Linked DNA regions of Sus scrofa: region 1 is linked to region 2. A link is a contact called in public Hi-C data. All regions are on one chromosome and are shown on one strand. The core of a region is the stretch at or near the end of the contact, and the rest is flanking DNA. Distances in the headings are between cores, read along the strand shown. Region 1 overlaps TMEM181 (transmembrane protein 181). Region 2 holds the start of DYNLT1 (dynein light chain Tctex-type 1).

The links. A called contact is a pair of places that touch in the nucleus more often than the background predicts.
Region 1: a contact with region 2 is called in a Hi-C map of liver, with 1.6 times the contacts expected there. The contact joins the enhancer-like site here to the promoter of DYNLT1 in region 2. A contact is called at or near these places in 1 of 5 promoter capture datasets (liver), 6 of 47 Hi-C or Micro-C datasets (alveolar macrophages, epiblast stem cells, liver and 1 more) and 1 of 2 datasets of contacts at active chromatin or transcription factors (skeletal muscle).

Annotation. Positions count from the first base shown.
Region 1 is chr1:8,597,652-8,600,793 of Sscrofa11.1, reverse strand. It overlaps TMEM181 (transmembrane protein 181), which reads left to right. Exons shown (of 23, transcript XM_021074745.1): 7 at 2,734-2,837. Among named protein-coding and RNA genes, the nearest start is that of TMEM181, 43 kb to the left of the region's middle. Within about 2 kb of position 1,608, at least 27 of the 83 cell types and tissues checked have an H3K27ac peak or open chromatin away from gene starts, as enhancers often do. A contact at or near this core is called in liver, where this site is marked.
Region 2 is chr1:8,554,486-8,557,502 of Sscrofa11.1, reverse strand. It overlaps DYNLT1 (dynein light chain Tctex-type 1), which reads right to left and starts at 1,420. Exons shown (of 5, transcript NM_001145385.1): 1 at 1,363-1,420. The coding sequence starts at 1,389.

The DNA.
Region 1 (3,142 bases), core at 359-2,858, 43 kb before region 2:
TCTCCTTGACTCCTCGCCTTTGCATTGGCAGCTCACGTCAGGCCTGTGGCCCGTCTGGAATAGGGTGACCCATGTCCCCGAGGTCTTGGAAGTCTCTAGGTCTTCGGTGAGGCTTCAAAGCTTTTAGTGATACGTTGAGCGCAGGCCTGTGGAGGGGGAGGCGTCTGGCCAACCCTGGGTCTGGGCCCTGTCCCCTCACCCGGCCCACCCGCGACCCCCTGGGCTGCAGTGTCCTCCCAGAGTGAGGAGGCCTGTCCCCAGCAAGCCTGGGCAGCGAGCTGGTTGTGTGGTGGCCTTTTCTCGAGCAGGGGCCTTATTTTACCTCCTCTCTGTCATCTTTCCGTCCAGGTGGGTGAGGCCTGGTTGCCGCCCGAGGAGTATTTCTAATGAATTGGATTTAAGTGGAAGTTCTAAGGCAGGGGGGACAGTCTTTATTGAGTCCTGAGAAGAGAATTGGGAACTGCCCGGGTGGTTTGCGTGCTGCAGGAGTTGGATCTCAAGCTATCATCTCCTCTCTGAATCCTTGTTTTCAGCCTTCCTTCTCTCCTGCTGAGTAACTGTGCTTTTGCAGTAAATCATTGATAATGTGTTTTAAAAATCACCTCTTAAATATAACTGTTCTTATTCTGGTTTTTGCTGCTCCGGAGTCACCTGTGCTATTCTTTCGCCTCCAGCCCCCGGACTCCTCGGAACCCCAGAGTCGCCCTGTCTGCAGCAGCGGGGGGGGCTGCTGTGAGCGACTATGTGTAATTTTTTAGAACAAATTTAGGTTTACAGGAGAGTGGCAAAGGCAGTGCAGAGCGTTTCTGCACACGCTCCAGGGGGCTTCCCTTCGTGTTGGCATCCAGAAGCACAGCACGCTTGTCAGCGCTAAGGGCGGCATCGGGCAGTGCTGTCATGTCCGATGTCCCCTCATCTGTCCTCTGAGCTCCGTGTGCTGTTACTCAGAAGATGCCCTCACAGCCGCAGGGAGTCTTCCCTCTGCAAGGGCTGCCGGGGCGTCTCACCTGGGGTGGCAGCGAAGTGACACAGGAGACTTCCTGCCAGCCCCATACCCCATGGGCTTCTGCAGGGCCCTTTGAGAGGGGGGCCCCTTGCCTCCGTCCTGCTTCCCAGAGCCTCCCCTCAAGGCGGCGGTGGCCTCAAGGGTGAGGGTCCTGCCATCTCTAGGCCTCGGTGTCCCCATGTGCACGTCCACGGGGTTGGCCTTCCTCCCTGAGGTGGTCTCCGGCTCTAATGTGTTAAGGCTCTCAGGCCTTTTATGATCTTATTGGATCCAGCATCTGAGTGGGATACCCCAACACAGCAGGGTCGTTAGTGGTTCAGCCTTCGGACCTGAGTCCTGGAGGAGATGAGGCCCCTCATTCCTGTATTTATTTCTGCGCTGGTCCCGTCCCCCCGTGAAACACGGGGGCGCAGATCTGAACGTTTGCTCGCCTCGGCCTGGCAGGTCCTGCAGGAGAGCACTGACTCGGTGTCAGCAAAGCCACGTCAGAGCGACTTAGGGCCACCTTTGCCCCGAGATGCCGCCCAGCTGGTGTCCTGCCGGGACTGGCCCTGTGTAAGGGGGCGGGTGTGCGTGCACCTGGCCTGAGCTCCACACGCAGGAGCAGCCAGCCTGTCCCTCCCTTTCCGGTTCAGAGCCTGGTTCTCCTCCTCCCGGGTGTGCTGTCGCCTGCCTGGAGGCTCGAGAAATTCCTTCCTGCCGGCTCAGGCTGGCTCCCGACCAGACCAGGAAGCGCTGGGCAGTGAAGAGCACGTAAGAGGCGAGGCCGAGAAAGGCTCACTGGCTCTCGTCGCTCTGGGGTCGTGGGTATCGGGGCGGCCGCCTCCCTGTGTATCAGTGGAAGTGGAGCTCGGTCCTGTGCCTGCGGTACCGCCTCTCTGGGGCCGCCTGCAGGGCAGCATCGAGGACGGGAGCCCGAGCCCGGTGGCCTGCCACACCTCAAGCCTTTATCTGGCCTGTCACAGGTGTCTCCTTGTTTGCCGGGCCCCGATGCAGGGAATTCTAAAAGCAGTGACACCTACCCCAGCACCCTTTCCTTCTGACCAAAGCAGAAAGTGAGCTGGTGAGGTGGGTGTAGACAGATCCTCTGAACTGCTTTCAGGTTGGTGTAAGTCACAGAAAACTGGGCGGCTTGCTCAGTGGCATCAAAAGCAGACCCCACAGTGAAGGCCAGGCTGAGCTTTACCAGGATGGGTGACGGACATGAGGGCTCTCAAGGTGTGGGGTGCCCTCAGCAGGAGCCACAGAGCTGGGGGCTGGCGGGGAGATCAGACAGAACATGTGCCCCTGGTGGTGCCTGGAGCCCCCAGCCGGGCTCGACGGTGGCCGCCAGCAGTGCGAGCTACGTGTCTGTGCCTGAGAAGCTGGCGGCCTGCTGGCGCTTGGTCTCTGCTCTGGCTGCTGAAGGTGGGGGATAGAGGGGCTCAGCCCCCACTTCTGCGACCTGGTGCCATGTGCTGCAGGTGGGCATTGAAGCCGCAGCACATTCTGCCACAAGGAGTGGGGTTCGCCTGGCGCCTGCTGGTGGACCAGAACATACCGGAATGGCACCCACCCCGGCCGTAGTCACTGAGGTTGTTTAGATGGTTTTGTCAGGCGACTCACCTGGTTTGACACTAGGTCCCCCTCTGAGATGCGGGCTCACGGCGGGGGAGGCCCGATGCGGCCTGCGTGGTACTGTCACTGTCGGGGCTCCCTGCCCCCCTCACCCTGGCTTCTCCCCACAGGCTGGCGCCCATGCGGCTGTACACGCTCTCCAAGCGCCACTTTGTCCTCGTGTTCGTCGTCTTCTTCGTCTGTTTCGGCCTGACCGTGTTCGTCGGGATCAGAGGTGAGGAGCGGTCCTGGCCGTCGCGTCACTCACAGTGGCCGCGTGCAGCCCGTGCAGCCCAGCCCAGCCCAGCCCAGCCGCACCCACTCGCCCTCACCCCGCAACGGCCCATCGCGGAGGGTGACAGCAGCCAGAGTCTGCACTCGGCCTGGAGCCCCGGCAGCCCTGACCATGTACCTGCGGTGGGAGGCGCCTGTTGTGCTCCGGGACCCGCCTGGGCCATCAGGACGTGCTGGCTGATCCGAGAGACCGGTCCTAAGTGATGTCCTTACGTGTGCCTCCTTCCTTTGCTCCAGGAAAGTGGA
Region 2 (3,017 bases), core at 171-2,670:
CCCTCTAGAAGGCAGACAAGGATACACGGGCCTTATCCTGCGCACAACACCCATCACGTTCAGCTCCTTTGTTCTCAGATACGTAGTTGAGATCTGGAATAATGAAGTCACTTAGCCACCTCCCTGGTGAGAGCCAGGATAAGGTGCAGAGAAACAAAATGCCAGGATACCAGGCTTCTTTCTACATTGCCATTTTCCTTCTTAAAGTTTTACTCAATATTCCTATCATACAAGCCTTTTTCCAATATGATAGGAGTTAACAGCTTACAGGGAAAAGCTTCCCTTGGCTAGCTGCTCCTGAACCACCGTTTCTCCCAATGACCCCTGGTCGCTACCATCATTCAAACACTGCTGACGACATTGCCACAGAAAGCTGTGCTAGGTAGGAAACTAGATAAAAATTGAAACTCTGAGATCAGTCCTTAGGCCTTACATATATATTCTTTTCCCCTCAAAACATTCTTGCGTAAATTTCGAAAATGGTAAAAATATCAAACCTTACCGTATTTATCTACACTTTTTATTTCTGACAGGCTGCATAATACACAGGACTCCATTCATCTGTATTTCAACAAGAATTATTTAGCAAAAAGACGGGCAACTTATTCTTCTCTAAGAGCAGTTCCCTTGGTATAATATTCCCTGAATGCTCATAAGCTTGAAGCAAAGCCAGGTAACAACACACTGTTACGATGAATGGCTTCTGCTGGGCAAATTACTGTATGCTTTATGCTGCTGCTCCACTGGGGCAATAAGAGGTGGCTTTTTTCCCCACAAACAGAAGCTTCCTACAGCTCAAACTCAAGCGGAAATGTACGTATGGTGGCCTGGGTGGGAGTGAGGCCAGCAGAGAACAGGTGTAGAACCAAAGACAAAGGCAGGTTCTCCTGTGGTACACGTGTGCCTTTTGCCCACCGCCTGAGCATCAAATCTGCCCGACTGGACGGACTTGGAAGATATAACTGTACGTGCGGGTCGCGCATGCTGCTCACTGCGGAGTCTTGCAAATTTCAGCCAGCGGACGCACCAGCGGCCTCCGTCTTCCCCACCCCAGGGCGGGGTCTGCACACGGAATCAGAGGGGCGAGGGACCGCGCTCTCCCGGGGACGCACGCGGCGCGCGCGCCTTCACGCCCCGCCCCCGAGCCCCGCCCTGGGCAGGACAACGACGCCGGGAGTCCGCCGGGCGGGGGTTCGCCGGGAAGCGCGCCGCAGGGCACCGCTGCAGGCAGCCGGCGCCGGGGACGGCCGCCCCCCACATCCCGACACAGCCCGGGTGCCGGCACACGCCCCTGGCGGCCGCCGCCCACCCGCACCCGGAACTCCCAGCCTCCGCCCTTCCCGCCGTCGACACGGCCGTTACCTCCTCGGTAGCCTGGTAGTCTTCCATCTTCCCTCCTGCGAGTCGCCTCCGCCTCCCTGAGTGGAGCGCACTGCGCAGGCGCACTCAGGCCCCGCCCCGCGCTCGCGTCCGGCCCCGCCCTCCCCTAGGGCCCCGCCCAGGCCGCTCTAGGGCGCCGCCCTTACCCTGGGGCCTGTGCCGCCCTGGCCCGCCCGGCGGGTATTTGGGATGAGCCCTTGCCGCTCTGGTTCTCCGGGGTGGGGGTGGGGGTGTTTACCGCGGGAGCCCCACCCCGGTGTCCCGGCAGCTCCCTGGGCCGCTGCAACTGAAACAAAACAAACGGACAAGCCAGTCCGGGAGGGGGAGAGTCTTCCCGGCCCCTCCCTCCAGTTTGTACTGGGTGGGTTAATTTGAACGTTCAAGCGGGTTTGGACACCTAGTACAGACTGCAAAGTGATTTCTCAACATGATGGGAAGTCTGAGATAGTGTTTGCAGTCCCCTTGGGGATCCAGGATCAGGAACTTTAGTTCTAAACGAAACCTTCCTTTGGGGGAGGTAAGTTTTTCATATAAATGAGATTCTTTTTTTTTTTTTCTTCAAGCACCATTAAAAAAAAAAAAAAAGGCCTTTTGGTTGGAAAATGTAAAATGCTGCATACTTTGTGATTGCCTTAAGCAGCATGACCTAGACGTACACTTAACTTGTATAGGGTCGTTATAAAAATTAGTAATTGCTCTGGGCTCTGGATTCTCTCCAGGAATAGCTGGGTCTATGCACCTGCTTGCATGTGAGTGAGGCTCAGACCTTTGACTTTGGGGCTACTTTCTCTGTTGTTTTCTTTTAACCACGCCTTCGAAGTCAAATGTCACTTCTTACCTCACCAAATCCCAGGAGTTAAAACCCACTTCCTCCTCCTAGGAAGGGCTGACCACAGCACCCTGAGTCTGGGTAGAATGAAGCGGTAGAGCCCACGTTCAGTCACATCTGCAGCCCTTGTTTCCACTTCTAGAATCTAAGTTCCATGCTGGCAAAATCCATTTTATTCACCAATGTATCCCCTGCCCCTTTCACTGTACATGGTAAATATTTTAATTTAAAATGTGTTGAAGGAGTTCCCATTGTGGCACAGCGGAAACAAATCCAACTAGGAACCATGAGGTTGCGGGTTTGATCTGTGGCCTTGCTCAGTGGATTAGGGATCTGGTGTTGCTATGAGCTGTGGTGTTGGTCGCAGACACGGCTCAGATCTGGCAATGCTGGGGCTGTGGCTTAGGCTGGCCGCTGTAGCTCTGACTGGACCCCTGGCCTGGGAACCACCATATGCTGTGGGTGCGGCCCTCAAAAGACAAAAGACAAAAAAAAAAATGTATTGAGTGACTCATCTCCCCACACATTAGTTCCGCTTTATACCCAGTTGCAGAGAACTGAGTAGAGGGAGGTGCAGTCGCCTGCCTCCTTGTGGGAAAGGGGGGCACAGAGGAGGGCAGAGAGTGAAAGGCACGAGAGGGCCCTGCCCTGAACACCTGACCTGAGCAAGGGGACCTGCTCAGTGGGGACAGGCTGTTCGCTCCAATTCTTAACTCTCTCTCTCTTTTGAGTTTTGGTTTCTTCCTGTTATGTGGCTTCAGCTCACCTGTTCCAGTGTTTCAGCCTCGAACCTCAGTCTCCATATGAT